4 separate regions of the Mus musculus genome follow, and regions 2, 3 and 4 are each linked to region 1. The links are chromatin contacts, called in public HiChIP or PLAC-seq, Micro-C and promoter capture Hi-C maps. All regions are on one chromosome and are shown on one strand. Each heading gives the region's core, a stretch centred on a gene start, on an enhancer-like site or on the middle of the called end of the contact. The rest is flanking DNA. Distances are from core to core; before and after follow the strand shown. Region 1 holds the start of Snhg3 (small nucleolar RNA host gene 3). Region 2 holds the start of Ppp1r8 (protein phosphatase 1, regulatory subunit 8). Region 3 holds the start of Smpdl3b (sphingomyelin phosphodiesterase, acid-like 3B). Region 4 holds the start of Xkr8 (X-linked Kx blood group related 8).

Region 1 (3,651 bases), core at 513-3,012:
TATTGGGAACCCCCTATGTCTGGTAACTCCACTAGGTGCCTCACCTGCCTAACCACTCCCCACCCTGTCTGGAAAATGAGATTGTGTAGGTCAGGGTTGGTTTTTTTTTTTTTGTTTTTTGTTTGTTTGGTTGGTTGGTTTTGGTTTTTCGAGACAGGGTTTCTCTGTATATCCCTGGCTGTCCTAGAACTCACTTTGTAGACCAGGCTGGCTTCGAATTCAGAAATCCGCCTGTCTCTGCCTCCGGAGTGCTGAGATTAAAGGCATGCGCCACCACTCACGGCTGTTTTTTTTTGTTGTTTTGTTTTTTTTTGTTTTTGTTTTTTTGTTTTAAAGGTCAAGACAAATACTATATATATATATATATATATTTTTTTTTTTTTTTGTTTTTGTTTTTGTTTTTGTTTTTTTGAGACAGGGTTTCTCTGTGTAGCCCTGGCTGTCCTGGCACTCACTTTGTAGACCAGGCTGGCTTTGAACTCAGAAATCTGCCTGCCTCTGCCTCGAGAGTGCTGGGATTAAAGGCATGTGCCACCACGCCCAGCTGACAAATGCCATTTTTACATATGTTTGAGAACAAGGAGTTTCAACAGTCCCTTACAAGGATTAACTCAATATGGCCCACAGCTGAATGAACCTCAGGTTGGTGTCACCAGGCTGGTGTCACCAGAGTGGCTGGTACTGCCTGTCCTCTCTGGCAGGCTGCCCAGTTTCTGCCCAGGGCACCTCAGCAGTGACTCATTTGCTGCTTGGCACTTGGCACATTACCCTTCCCTAAGCGTGAAAAGAAACCAGTAGTCAGAACTTTTTGTTGGATGTTTCTCTGATCCCATGTTCCCGTGGTCCAGATTATTAGGTCTCCCCTTGTTCCTGCAGCTTTGGGGTTAAAACATCTCCAGAAGGTTGTTCTGAAGGTTCACACTGCCCACTGTTTTTCGTGGAGAGAGACTGAGGTCTGAAAAACCATGTCAGAAAGGAGAGGGCAGAGCCAACAAGATGGCTCAATGGGAGCTGGGTGTGGTGACGCACGCCTTTGATCCCAGCACTCTGGAGGCAGAGGCAGGCGGGTTTCTGAGTTCGAGGCCAGCCTGGTGTACAAAGAGTTCCAGGACAGCCAGGGCTATACAGAGAAACCCTGACTCAAAAAACAAAACAGAAAAACCTACACCATCACGCCCAGACAGCCATTCTTTCAAATAAATATTTCACAACAACATTCATCAGGCTTAATTTCATGTCTTAAAAATCTGGGAAACAGCATTAGTGTTTTGTTTTTGTTTTTTCGAGACAGGGTTTCTCTGTGTGGCCCTGGATGACCTGGAACTCACTCTGTAGACCAGGCTGGCCTTAAATTCAGAAATCCGCCTGCCTCTGCCTCCTGAGTGCTAGGACTAAAGGCGTGCGCCACCCTCCCGCCTTCAACCAGGAATCTTAACCACTAAGCCACCTCTCAGGCCCCCTCCATGGGAAGTTTTTAATTGTAGCATCTATGTTCTGTATCAACTGTTCCTTCCACAAACAAAGTAGATTCAAACTCTGGAATCTAGAAAATATTTCTCTAGGCTTTTTTTTTTTTTTTCATTTTGCATATACCAGTGTATCCAGGCCGAGAGGACAAACCTCACAAGCTCAACAATTTCACGCTAAGACCGCCAACACCTTAGTAGGGTAAAAGTTCTCGATCCCATCAGCCTTAGCGCATTTCCAATGCTTCTAAGTGAGCGTAACCCTGCGCAGGCGCAGGCATAGTCGACCACGCCTGACTTCCGGGCGTTACTTAAGGTATAAATATGGCTGCGTCGGCGCGGGTCTGTCTCTCTAGGCGTCGCTCTCTTGGTGTGCTTGTTCTTGGTGAGTACAGTGCGCTGCTCTCGGCTGCTGAGGGTTTGCCCGCGCGGTCCCGCACGGGCTCCGCAGACAGGCAGGGTCGCGGCTGGGCGGACCCGGTGTGGGAGGCCGGGCTCACTAGCCGAGCATGGCGTGAGGTCACGCGCCTCCGAGCCCAGTAACCGTTTTCTTTCGGGGATCCCAACGCTCGCAGGATTATTGCCTGGGAGACTGAGTTGGTCTACGCACTTTCCTTTAATGTTCACTTTAAGAGGACAGGGTCTTTGGTTCCTGCCTTGTGATTTGAAGTGTTAGCCGCCTTCCAGCGTTCGGTTTTAACTTAATCATTTCGCCTTGCTTCCCAGTTATACTTTCTCTTCACCTTGTAACGGGATTTCTGCAGTTTTTTGTTCATTAATCTCCCATTTTTCAGAGGACCCTTTTTTAGGTAGATAATTTCTGGATAGTTTGGTTCCGATGGGGGTGTTGTGTTCTGTTTGCTTCAAGATCTGAAAAGGTGGCTGAAGTCTGTAGTCACAGCACTCTGGAGACAGGCGTTTTTGGGGTTTTTCCTCCAGCTGGAGGTCTGGCAAAAGGACCCTGTGGCATTTTGTCAAAAAAAAAGACATTACCATGACTATCCGACGTGGATATCCCGGGAGGTCACTCTCCCCGGGCTCTGTCCTAGTGGCGAGCGGGAGCTTAGGGCATTGCCCGGTGATGTACAGTCCCTTTCCACAACGTTGGAGATAAAGCTGGGCTTTCGAGTCTGCGCCTGCATATTCCTACGACTTCTCAGAGTCCTGTGGACCATGACTGAGGAGACAAACCATGCAGGAAACAGTTTTTTAAGTCATGCAATCTGGGGGTGCGTCCGAGTACTCTAAGGGTTTAACTTACTGATTAAAGTCTTCTCTTGCAGACCCGGTCAATGATTTCAGGTACTTTGTTGATGGAGGTACGTTCACCCTGAGGCTGGCTTAGTGCTTTCTGCTCCATGTGTACGTTATTAGTGATATACACTGTGTGTGTGGGGGGGGGGGGTGTAGTCGCCTGTTGAAGTTGACTAAACGTTTGGGTGCTAACCAGACATTCCAACGTGGATATCCCGGGAGGTCACTCTCCCCGGGCTCTGTCCTAGTGGCGAACGGGAGCTTAGGGCATTGCCCGGTGATGTACAGTCCCTTTCCACAACGTTGGAGATGAAGCTGGGCTTTCGAGTCTGCGCCTGCATATTCCTACGACTTCTCAGAGTCCCGTGGACCATGACTGAGGAGACAAACCATGCAGGAAACAAAAATTTAAATTCCTAAGGCTTTTGGTATGTCAACTTTAGGAACCTGATGTTTGTGTTGTTTTTTTTTTCCCCTCTTCCAGGAAAGAAGAGAATCAGCGGGGGCACCTACTGAATAGTTATTATATACAGCGTGCTAAAATTTTGTCTGTTACAGCCTCGGCCATTAGAAGCTGGGGCAAGCTTTTCTGCCTACTTAACTCTGGTAAATACATTTCTTTTGATAGGTTATGTCTAGATTTGAGAACCTTCACCATGGTTCTCATTTTTTGAGGTCCCAACAGGTTTCCCCCAGACCATATTATATAAACCATATATGTCATTTTTCTGTTCCCACATTCTCTGTAAGATTATTGTCATAAGTTAAAATCTGAATTAAAGCATTTGAATGTCTTTTCCTGTGATTTAATGTGTGTGTGTGAGCAGAAGGCTGCAGGTGGGTCAGGATAAACCCTGAGTGAGTGCTTGGTCCCTCCAAATACTAAGATTGTTCCTTCCTCTGCTCTGGAGTGTGAGATAGGAAACTGGTC
Region 2 (3,651 bases), core at 819-3,318, 490 kb before region 1:
AAGTCTCTGCTGGGCTTTTTTGAGACTTTGTCAATGCAATTGATATAAATCTCTTCACCTTAGACGCTGGTAGACTCTTCAGACAAGGGCAAAAAGCAGCCAGATTCTTCACCAATATACCACAAAAACAGTCTCAAGGCCACATGCTGAAATTATTCTCCACTGAAACCTCTTGGGCCAGGTCTGCACAGTTCAAATCAATCTCATCATATTCCTATTAGGATGGCCCATTAAGCAATACTTAGAGCATTCCATTGCTTTCTAAATTCTAAGTCCCAAAATCCACATTCTTCCAGACAAAAACATGGTCAGGCCTATCACAGCACTACTCCACTACCAGTACCAACTTCTGTCATAGTTAACCTTTTACTGCTGTGAACAGACATCATGACCAAGGCAACTCTTTTTTTTTTTTTTTTTTAAGATTTATTTATTGTTATATGTAAGTAAACTGTAGCTGTCTTCATACACACCAGAAGAGGGCATCAGATCTCATTACGGATGGTTGTGAGCCACCATGTGGTTGCTGGGATTTGAACTCAGGACCTTCGGAAGAGCAGTCGGTGCTCTTAACTGCTGAGCCATCTCGCCAGCCCGACAAAGGCAACTCTTATGCTGAAAACATTTAATTGGAGCTGGTTTATAGGTTCATAGGTTCAGTCCATTATCATCAAGGCTGGAGCATGGCAGCATCCAGGCAGGCATCGTGCAGGAGGAGCTGAGAGTTCTACATTTTCACCTGAAGGCTGTTAGTGGAAGACTGACTTCCAGGTAGCCAGGATACAGGACTTAAAGCCCAAGCCTACAATGATACACTTATTTCAACAAGTCCAAACCTCCAAATAGTGCCACTCCCTGGACCAAGCATATTCAAACCATGACATGTTCTATTGCTGTTGCTTACTGAAACCTGGAGAATTTATTATTATTATTATTATTAATTTTACTGTCTAGCAGGGCATAGTGTTGACTACCTTTAACCCTGTATCTCAGGAAGCAAAGGCAGATGGAATTTCAGATATGTGCTGCCACACCCTCCAACCATTTGTTTCTTTTAAAAACTGTGAAGTCATCATCCCATCTTTCTGCAAAAGTGAAAAAAGGACCATCCACTGCATACGAAGGAATGGTATGTTGTCAGAAACATATGGGACTAGTAGAGCCTGGCTTTTGGCTTTACATAGACTCAGGTTCGAATACCACTCCTTGTAAGGTGAGGCTAGAGCCTCTCTTCTGGAATCAATCTGTCTTGAGTTTTGGGAATACCAAGTGAACTGATCCATATGAAATACATACTTCCCCATAAGCACTCAATAGACAAAACCATTACAACCAGCAAGCTAATGGCTTAGAGGAAGATGGTAACCCTAATGCTTCCTATGTCACTATGACCCACAGAGAAAAATCCTAAGGGGCCATGAATTAAACATTTTTGAGAATTGGTTAAGTTACTAAAAATTGGAGGCTTTTTTTCCTTTTGAGTCTGTGCCTTGCAGCAGTTTGTCCAAAGTTTTCAAAAACAGACTACATGATTTCTGACACAGTCGCCTAATCTATAGATTCTCCCAGATCTAAGAAAATTACTGGTTTTGGGGAATTGAATCAGTGGCCTCATTCGCGCCTGCTGAACACACTACCACTGAGCCGTACACATCAGACTTGGGATCAGAAAGGACAAATGAGTAAGGATTCTGTTTTCAGATGCAGTGTTTCGAAGGAAGGCTGGAAAAAGGGGGAAAAAAAAAGCCATCACTTCTTATCTCTAGCCATCACCTGCTTATCGCTAGATGAAGCCCGAGGGGGTGGGTAGCTGGGAGTTAATGCAGATTGCAGAGCTCTAGGGTTTCTGGCGGAAAACGCAGCGCGAAAGCCGCATCAAGGTACAAACCACTCCTGACCCCGTGACCAAGGAGACACCCGCCCCCAGCCTCTCCAGCAAACACTGCAGACTTCAAACCCAGCCCCTGATGCCCTCCGCCAGAGGCGCTCCCAGGAGAGCGTCCTTGCGTTGCGCGTGCGCACGCACGCGCTGCGCACAGGCTGCTGGGATGCCGCCTCTTCCCTCCCGAGCTCTTAGTTTCCCGGCGTGCTTCAGACCCGCCAAATGGGAGGGGGAGACGCAAGATGGCGGCAGCCGTGAACTCCGGCTCCAGCCTCCCGCTGTTCGACTGCCCGACTTGGTGAGTAATGAGGTTTCTGGGACTGGAGCGGCTTGGCGTGAGTTAACCCGGACAGAAAGGAGAAGGTTGTATTTTTTTTTCCTCTTCCTTTTTTTTTTTTTTTTTTTTTTTGCGATGAAACGAACGTCTCAGAAAGATCCTGGAATGATTGAGGGAAAACTGTCCGCTGTGAGGGGCCGGGCGACGTGTGGAGGATCCTGGAGCTGGGGCCCAGGCTCTGCGGAAACCCGAGTTTTGGGGGCTCGAAGGTATTCAGTTTATACAGCGCTTGGGAGGTCAGCCGCTCACCGGGGTGCTTCAGGCCTTGGCCCCTAACTTGCCCTAACTCATCACTGAGTGCCCGATGCTCTCGGGGAGCATCAAACCTTCCCCGGGTGCTGAAGGTCTGGAGCGCGCACGAGCTGGCTTCCCTACCTCAGTCCAACCTGATGCTGCATCCCTCCGTGGCTGCTGCACCCTCCAAGCGGACTAGGTGCTCCTTGCGGGCAGGGATGGCGCGGGACTGTTCCCCCTTGTTCTCTGACCAGACCAGCACGAAACCCGGTACAAAAGACAGCAGAAGTTGTTAGCATACAGCATTTTCATCCCCTGGGAAGTTCAGAGAAGTAGTAGGATGGTTTCCGCGTTGAGTGGGGTGCAAGATGAATGAATAGGAACTGCTTTGCACGAGGATGCATCGGGGTTAGAGCCCTTTCTGCTGTTGCGGCTCTTCCTGGTTATTAACGTGTTACCTCTCGGGCTTCTGTTACATTGAGATCTTCAAGGGCAAAAACCCTTGCATCATGCTCAGCTCCTAGGCCTGAGTCAATCACATGGTAGGATATTCAGACAAAATATTTTGGCTTTAATGTTCATTTTAATCTGTATCTCGAAGCAAATGGGCTTTTGTTCGATGCACTGTCCTTTTAGCCACTGCCATGAGAGATTGGAGCGGAGCTGTGAGATGTCTGTGTTGAATCTTCAATGAGATAGACTCGATATCGTTTCTTCTGTGCAAATGTAAGGGCCCTGGAAGGTTCAAAAGAACAAGCCCAGGAAGCGAATGAATGCTTGGCTGTTTCCTGGATTTCTTTATTCTTTTAACATATCCATGTGCTTCAGCCTACAAATTCTTTATCCACACTGGTCCCTGGCTGCACTTATTTCAAATTTGGGCCAGCCAAATATAAAGAGACTCTTTCTTTGAGATCACCTGTCATTACCTCAGGGTCTGGTGTATACCAGGAACTGTGTCAGGTGATTTGACATTTGAGCATCCATCCCCTTGAATGATGAAGCGAGGTATAGAAAACAGTCTGATGACTTAGATTTTTTTTCACAAACACCTGTTCAGGGTGCCCCCACACCTCCCTCCCTTTGGAGCTTGGTTTCGTGGGCGTGGTTTTGATTTGCTCTAGTTCCCTAATTACAGATCTCTGATTTGGTACCAAGAGTTCATCTGGGTAATGTTTTTTTGTTTATTTTGTGATGA
Region 3 (3,651 bases), core at 815-3,314, 400 kb before region 1:
ATGCCCTCTTCTGGTGTGTCTGGAGAAATAAATAAATAAATAAATAAGAAGGGGCTGGTGAGATGGCTCAGTGGGTTAGAGCACCCGACTGCTCTTCCGAAGGTCCAGCGTTCAAATCCCAGCAACCATATGGTGGCTCACAACCATCCGTAACGAGATCTGACTCCCTCTTCTGGAGTGTCTGAAGACAGCTACAATGTACTTACATATAAAAAATAAAATAAAATAAAATAAATAAATAAGAAGAAAGAAGGAGAAGGAGGAGGAGGAGGAGAAGGAGGAGGAGGGGATGCTGGAGAGATGGCTCCACGGTTGTTAAGAGCCCTGGGTACTCATCCAAAGGACCCAGGTTCAATTCACAGCATCCAAACAGCAGCTCACAACTGTTGGTAACCCCTGTTCCAGAGGATCAGCCACCCTCACACAGACATACATTCAGGCAAAACACCAATGCACATAAAATAAAAATAAATTAAAAAAAAAAGATTTATTTAGGCTGGGCGTGATGGTGCACAGGAGGCAATCCCAGCACTCAGGGTACTCAGGAGGCAAAGGCAGGCAGATCTCTGTGATTTCCAGGCCAGCCTGGTCTATGGATCGAGTTTCAGGACAGTCACCCTGCTACAGAGAAACCCTGTCTTTAAAAAAGGAAAAGAAGAAGAAAAGAAAAAAATCATGTTTTATATATATGAGTATTTTCCATATATATATATGCATATATATACATACACACACACATATATATGCATGCATATATAATATATATATATATGCATGCACTATGGCACTGTGTGTGTAGTGGCACTGAATGCCCTGGAACTGGAGTTAAAGACCGCCTTTACCCTCTATGTAGTTGATGGAAACCAAACCTGAGTCCTCTGCAAGAGCAGCCAGTGTTCTTAACTGCTGAGCCATCTCTCCAGCCTCAACTTTGCCTCTGATCCTCTTCTTGGCTTCCCAAAGCTCCCAGCTCAAACATCTAAGCACAGCCTGGCTCCTGCCTGCTTCAGAGCCTCAGAAGCCCCCATCACTCTTTGCAAAACTCTTCCCCCTCCACTCTTCCTCCTGCCTCACTAACGCTCCTCTCCCACCTCCCACACAACCTGTTTTCTCCTGTGTTCATCAAGTTCAAGCTGGTTAGGCGTGGGAGTGTGGCGGTGAGCTAGACAGTTTGCCTTGCTTGAGTGAAGATCTGGGTTTCATCCCTGTACGGACAACAACAGGAGCAAAAAAACAAAAAGAACAAATAGAAATAAATAAACCACAAAAAGACAAAGCCCAAACCATCCCTAACTGCAAGGGAAAAAAAAAATCAAAACAAAGGGAGTAAGTTTATGTCATCTCCTTCCAGAAACCTCTCATCGCCTTCCTCAGACTTGAGTCACAGCTCTCTCTGTCTTCTCAGGTTAGGTAACTTGCTAAGGAGTGATTCAGCCCTCAGGCTCTCAAGGCATGTTCAGGGGGACAACACCATCTTATCTCCCTTTTGCCCAGTTTCTAGTAGTCCTCATCTCCTGGCACGATCAGCAAATAACTCTGTTTGTTGTTTGTTTGTAATATCGTTTCAGGTAGCCCAGACTGGCCCCAAAGTCATCAAAGTAGCCTAGGATGGCCTTGAACTCCTAATCCTCCTGCCTCAAGAGTGCCAGGGCTATCCTTGAGAGAGGGCTTGCACATCTGGTTTTAAGGCTAGCTTTTAAGGCTCTTTGGTTGCCACAGGTAGCTAATTCATTCATCCATCCGTGTTGCAGCTCTGCAAGGAGAAGACAGTAAGTCGATGGTGCTTCCTGCATTTTCTGGAGGCTGACTGAACCGAAATGCCTTCAATTCGACTAGAAAACTTTAAAGCGTACCTCGAAGATCCTATCATTTTGCTCCTAAGTACTTATGAATTTCTTTCGAAAAGTCGGGGAACTCCAACACAGCACCTTGCAACACAGATGCGGTTTCCACAGAGACCTACAAGCTATTCCAGCGCTCACTGGTGCGTCCCTCCTCCAATCAAGCGCACGCCCTGCTGGGCAAGAGAGGGAAAAGCAAGAGCAGCCATCCGCCAAGGATAACTTGGAACACTGGAAGCAGCCAAACGAGTAGTTCTGCCCAGACACGTGGCTGGCCACAAGGTGGGAACCCGCGGCGCAGACGGACTTGGAGGAGCTTCGGCCGCCCGCCGTGGGGGGATCCAGAGGATGACGCTGCTCGGGTGGCTGATATTCCTGGCCCCCTGGGGAGTCGCAGGGGCTCAACTAGGTAGGGCTGCGGGGGAAACCTGCTTGATTTTTGTTTCGTTCTAGGAACTGGGGCTGGGGTCTGTGCTGCCGGGAACCGTTCACAGATCGTGGCTTTAAAAGGAAAGTAGATTAGAGGTTGAAGCGCAGAGACTTAGCCATCAAGGCTGTTTGTGTGTGTAGCTCAGTTGGGAGACAGAGTTCAACGGCAGTCTAGGATGCATGAAACATTGTTCCAAAAGCAAAACCAAACCAAAAAGTGCTCAAGAGGATTTTAAGTGCCAGGGGCAGGACACAGACTTTGCCAGGGGGACAAGGATCTAGTACATGAAAGCTAGACACTGAGAGGGAGCCGGTGGTCGGGAAGATTCGCGAACTCAATCAGGACACTCAGATAGAAGGCTCTGAGGTACAGTGGTTGTTCAAATGAGCGCGTTCCATCTCTGGGACTCCAGAAAAGAAACACAAAACATTGCCACCGAGAGGTCCAGTTCCCCAAACCCATACGGTGGAAGGAGAAAATCTTATTTCTGCAATTTGTCTTCTGTGGTGTCTGTCCACCCAATAGATAAATGTAAAAGAAAACAAAACCAAACCTCAAACAAACATAAACACAAAAGCATTAGTTAGAAGCCCATCTCTGTACCCTGGATGAGTGTAGGAACCAGGAAGACAGAAAGAAACCAGGAAAAAAAAAAATCAGGACTTAAAGGAAGAAACATTCCCTCAGCTGGGATGACACGATAATCACAGTAATCCAGGTTTTGTTTTTGATTTTTAAAGGCATAGTATTCCAAGGTGACCTTGAAGGGGTTTTTTTTTTTCCCTTGAGATAATGGTCTAACTGTGTAGCCCTGGCTAGCCTAGAACTTACAATGTAGATCAATCTGGCTTTGTACTCAAAGATCCACTAGCTTCTGTCTCTCAAGTGTTGGGATTGAAGATTTGCGCTATCACACCAGTCAAAAGTTACACTTGCTTTTTGAATTACAACTCAGAAATAGGAGGTAGATGTAGTCCAGAAGATCTGTAAGCCACTGCCTAAGAAAGTTTATTGTTTTTACCTGTGTGAGTGTTTTGCCTGCATGTATGCACATGTGTGCCTGCTGCCCCATGGAGGCCAGAAGAGGCCATCAGATTCTCTGGGTCTGGAGTTAAAGACAGTTGTTGGTGCTGGGGAATTGAACCTGGGTCCTCTGTGAAAGCAGCCAGTGCACTTAACCACTGAGCTATCTCTCCAACCCCTGTGCACATGATATATTTTACATAATATCATCGCAACAGCTTAGCTTGTGAAGTATCTTTAATGTCCGTTTTACCCAGAAAAACTGACCTTGAGAGAGTAACTAGCCCAGGGTTACACAGCTGCTGAGTCTGGCCTGAAGCAGGCTGTCCAGCTGTGCTCCGTGTATAATCCGGCACT
Region 4 (3,651 bases), core at 818-3,317, 380 kb before region 1:
CGATTCACTGCTTTCTCTGTACCCTGGAAAGTCACAGGACTGAGGGGACTTAGTGCAACAATGCCATGTGCCTGGCACATGCAGGTCCCACCCATTCACCCAGCTCCTCTTACCGGCCTGTCTGAAGGCACTGCTGAGTCTTTGAACGGGAAACCTTTATCAGCTACAATTTCATAACATCCGCCAGCCAGGCAACCCCCACCCCCACCCCGCTGCCGCCTCCCCCACCTTCCCACCTCCTCCACCACCATTTTTATTCCCCTTCACTCTGTGAAGATTTCCTGAGCATTAGAGCGTCTGTGAAGAGCGCGTGGTGCCTACCAGTTTGGCAGAACAGGAAACTCATACCCGTAGTGAGGTGAACATTCTGCGTCCTAATCCCGCCCTGCCCCTGAAAGCTCGCAGACCCCGAGAAGGCAACATTACTTTTGCAATGCTGTGATTGCTATACCAACCTGTGAAGGCCTGGCAGTTAATGGTGCCGAAGCACTGTGGCAATGTATCAGGAGCCCCTCATATCGCCACTGGGCAGGATCCAGAACCAGGTTCAAAGGTTTCCTTTTGCCAGCTGGAATCCACTACCTAAAAATGCTACAGTGGTTGGGAAACAAACATTCAAAATGAAGGGAGGGGGGGCGGGGGGGCACTTCAGATTCAAACCATAACGACCTCTTTAAGGCCTCCATGTCTTCACCAGGAAAATGGGGGTTCAGATGCAGTCACCTCATTGGAACCAAGCTCAGGGTAACAAACAGCGGCTGTTTGATCGATTTAGAGCGCCTGGGGAGAAGTTGGGTTGTGGGCAGAACGAATCAACTGCTCGTTGCTGACATACCCTGCGCCTCTAATCCAGGACTTGGTGACTTACTTCTTGAACCTGAGGCAGGCGAATGTACAAGAGACCCCACGGTGGGAGCAGGAGTACCGCCTGACGGAGGCCTACCAGGTGCCGGATGCCAGCGTCAGCTCCATGCACACGGCGCTGACCCGCATTGCCAGTGAGCCTCACATCCTGCAACGTTATTACGTCTATAACTCGGTCAGCTACAACCATTTGACCTGTGAGGACAGCTGCCGCATCGAGCACGTTTGTGCTATACAACACGTGGCTTTCAACACTTATGCTACCTGCTTGCATGGTCTTGGTGCCAAGCTGGTGCCTGGTTTCCTGCTCATACTGACTCTGCTGCCAAGCCTGCACGTACTGGAGGTGTTATGACTGTAGGCACTGCCAGCCCACCCACTGACTTGGTTCATCTTTCTCCTGGTAAAATTGGGCAACGTTACCCAATGGAGAGAGATGAACTTTTGCCATCAGTCTCCCCCCGCGGAGAGTAAAGTGGGATGGGACACCTGGATTCACCAGAGAGGGCGCTAAGAAGCACAATTTCTTCCAAGTTTCATGTTTTATCCACAAAACTTGTTTGCGGTACATGTCTTGGTGCATTATTCGCTTTAATACAAACATATCAAACCACCATGAACTTGATCACCACAGTGAAGTGAGCCGACGGGAAGATGGGCCTTGGAGATTCTGTGCTTTCGATGTAGTCCCTGCTCAAGGTCTGAACTGGGAACGTACGTGGTGTGCAAAACCCCTTAGTACTTTTAAATAAAAGACTTTTTTGATTTGGTTTTGCAACAGTGCAACCGTGAGGGATCACAGCTGCGGCCGGTAACTCTAAGGCTCTAGTCTTTCTTAATAGCCACTCTTGTTTCCTTGAGACTCAAAAGCAGAATTCAAGCCGGGGGTGGTGGAATCCCAGCACTTGGGAGGCAGAGGCAGGCGGATTTCTGAGTTCGAGGCCAGCCTGGTCTACAGAGTGAGTTTCAGGACAGCCAGGGCTATTCAGAGAAACCCTGTCTCGCAAAACAAAAACAAAAAACAAACAAAAAAGAAAAACAAAACAAAAAGCAGAATCCAAACCAGTAGAGGCCTAGCTCTGCACAGGGCAGGCTGGGGGCGGGGTCTGGGCGGTGGGGCCAGTGTAGGGGCGGGGCCGCGGGCTCGCTCCACCCCGGACGGGGCGAGATGGGGAAGTTCCGCCCAGCAGCCCAGCCTCCCGGACGACTGCCCCGCCCCCTTCCTGCCGGACTAGCGGGGCGGGAGGGCAGGTCCGCGGTTGTGTGGTTGCTTGGAGAGGATCATGCCTCTGTCCGTGCACCACCATGTGGCCTTAGACGTGGTCGTAGGCCTGGTGAGTATCTTGTCTTTCCTGCTGGATCTGGTCGCTGACCTGTGGGCCGTTGTCCAGTACGTGCTCCTTGGCCGTTATCTGTGGGCCGCGCTGGTACTGGTCCTGCTGGGCCAAGCTTCGGTGCTGCTGCAGCTCTTCAGCTGGCTCTGGCTGACAGCTGATCCCACCGAGCTGCACCATTCGCAGCTCTCGCGTCCTTTCCTGGCTCTGCTGCACCTGCTGCAGCTCGGCTACCTGTATAGGTGAGTGCCCGGCCCTTTGAAAAAGTGGGTTGACAGCCATCAGAACCAGTTCAGTCTTCTTTCCTTGGGCGGAGATGAAAACACAGGGCCAGGAACAGAGGAAGGGAACATCAGGGTCTTGGAGTCAGAGATGCCCCTCACCTTTCTTGTTCATTTCTGTCTTCTGCGAACGTTTGCTTCCCCGTCAAGGACTGAAGAGGGTCCGGCTTGACTCATCCGTGTCCCCGGAGTCAGCCAGGAGTAGACATAGACTGGTTCTTGGAAAATATATGTGGATGGTGTGTGCTTTTCTCAACTGGGAAGGACCCAGGGTCAGTCTAAAGTGAGGACAGTGAGACAGACAATCCCTGGCGCAAGTGCTGGCCTGAGAACTTTTTCTTCCCCGCCTCTCCCCCGCCCCCAAACTGTGACTAGTCCCTTGGGTTGTTAGATAGGAGAAAGCGAAATCAAGGGCTCAGAATCTTGTGATGAAGGCAGGGCTTCATGGTGTGGGTGAGGCTGGGCTAGGGTGGCCGGATCCGGAATCTTGTGGAAGTCTCAGATCTTGGGAAAGCTGTATATAGTCTCCAGCTTGCGGGGAGGGACCTCTTGAATGTTTGCATTTTGCCTGAACAATTGTATCATCTTGAGTACAGCTCAGATGACTGCGAAGGAGAGTTATTACAGGCAGGCCCCAAGAGAAGAAGGTGTTGGATCCCTTGGAGTTACAGGCGAGGCACCTCATGTGGTGCTGGGAGCCAAACTCTGGTCCTCCACAAGAGCAGTGGATGCGATTAACAGCTAAGCCCTCTCTCAGGCCCCTCCTGTTTACTTCTTAATTCCATCTCCCATCTCTGAAATGGGGCTCTTGTGAGTAGGTAGGACAGGGTTGTGATGCGCCTGGGATCGTACCTGACCAGCAAGAGTAGAAGTTGAGTTTGCCCCACTTTACGGACGAGGAAGCAAGTTCCATGAGGTTAGTTAGGTGGCTTGCTCCAGGTTCCGTAGCTTTTAAGTGACAAGCTAGGATTGAAGTCTGCCTCTGTGCACTCAGCTGTAGGAGATGGACGACGTCACAGAAGGTTGACCTGGCCCTCCGGGCACCTGTGTGTCCTGCCTAGGTGTTTGCACGGAATGCATCAAGGGCTGTCCATGTGCTACCAGGAGATGCCATCCGAGTGTGACCTGGCCTACGCAGACTTTCTCTCCCTGGACATCAGCATGCTGAAGCT

Evidence for each region. Promoter capture Hi-C pulls out the DNA fragments that hold promoters and counts their contacts. Hi-C and Micro-C count contacts between places; a contact is called where the count stands out from the background. HiChIP or PLAC-seq counts read pairs in DNA pulled down with a chosen protein or histone mark.
Region 2: a promoter capture Hi-C map of liver shows a contact between it and region 1, with 4 times the contacts expected there. The contact joins the promoter of Ppp1r8 here to the promoter of Snhg3 in region 1. A contact is called at or near these places in 5 of 39 promoter capture datasets (embryonic stem cells, hippocampal neurons, liver and 2 more) and 2 of 115 datasets of contacts at active chromatin or transcription factors (bone marrow-derived macrophages and memory CD8 T cells).
Region 3: a contact with region 1 is called in an H3K27ac HiChIP or PLAC-seq map of microglia, with 5 times the contacts expected there. The contact joins the promoter of Smpdl3b here to the promoter of Snhg3 in region 1. A contact is called at or near these places in 3 of 39 promoter capture datasets (the C10 cell line, cranial neural crest and second pharyngeal arch cranial neural crest), 3 of 115 datasets of contacts at active chromatin or transcription factors (embryonic stem cells and microglia) and 2 of 9 other capture datasets (adipose tissue and pancreatic islet).
Region 4: a Micro-C map of embryonic stem cells shows a contact between it and region 1, with 2.2 times the contacts expected there. The contact joins the promoter of Xkr8 here to the promoter of Snhg3 in region 1. A contact is called at or near these places in 1 of 39 promoter capture datasets (neural stem cells), 1 of 484 Hi-C or Micro-C datasets (embryonic stem cells), 2 of 115 datasets of contacts at active chromatin or transcription factors (both in embryonic stem cells) and 1 of 9 other capture datasets (pancreatic islet).

Annotation. Positions count from the first base shown.
Region 1 is chr4:132,351,797-132,355,447 of GRCm38.p6, reverse strand. Snhg3 (small nucleolar RNA host gene 3) reads left to right here and starts at 1,762. Exons shown (of 3, transcript NR_003270.2): 1 at 1,762-1,851; 2 at 2,750-2,785; 3 at 3,205-3,515. It overlaps Snora73b (small nucleolar RNA, H/ACA box 73b), which reads left to right and starts at 2,922; the gene lies at 2,922-3,126. Snora73a (small nucleolar RNA, H/ACA box 73a) reads left to right here and starts at 2,469; the gene lies at 2,469-2,673. RefSeq lists a cis regulatory region at 1,504-2,023.
Region 2 is chr4:132,841,586-132,845,236 of GRCm38.p6, reverse strand. Ppp1r8 (protein phosphatase 1, regulatory subunit 8) reads left to right here and starts at 2,068. Exons shown (of 7, transcript NM_146154.3): 1 at 2,068-2,180. The coding sequence starts at 2,125.
Region 3 is chr4:132,755,584-132,759,234 of GRCm38.p6, reverse strand. It overlaps Smpdl3b (sphingomyelin phosphodiesterase, acid-like 3B), which reads left to right and starts at 2,064. Exons shown (of 8, transcript NM_133888.2): 1 at 2,064-2,250. The coding sequence starts at 2,190.
Region 4 is chr4:132,730,962-132,734,612 of GRCm38.p6, reverse strand. Xkr8 (X-linked Kx blood group related 8) reads left to right here and starts at 2,067. Exons shown (of 3, transcript NM_201368.1): 1 at 2,067-2,440; 2 at 3,541-3,651. The coding sequence starts at 2,148. It overlaps Smpdl3b (sphingomyelin phosphodiesterase, acid-like 3B), which reads left to right. Exons shown (of 8, transcript NM_133888.2): 8 at 854-1,647. The coding sequence ends at 1,219.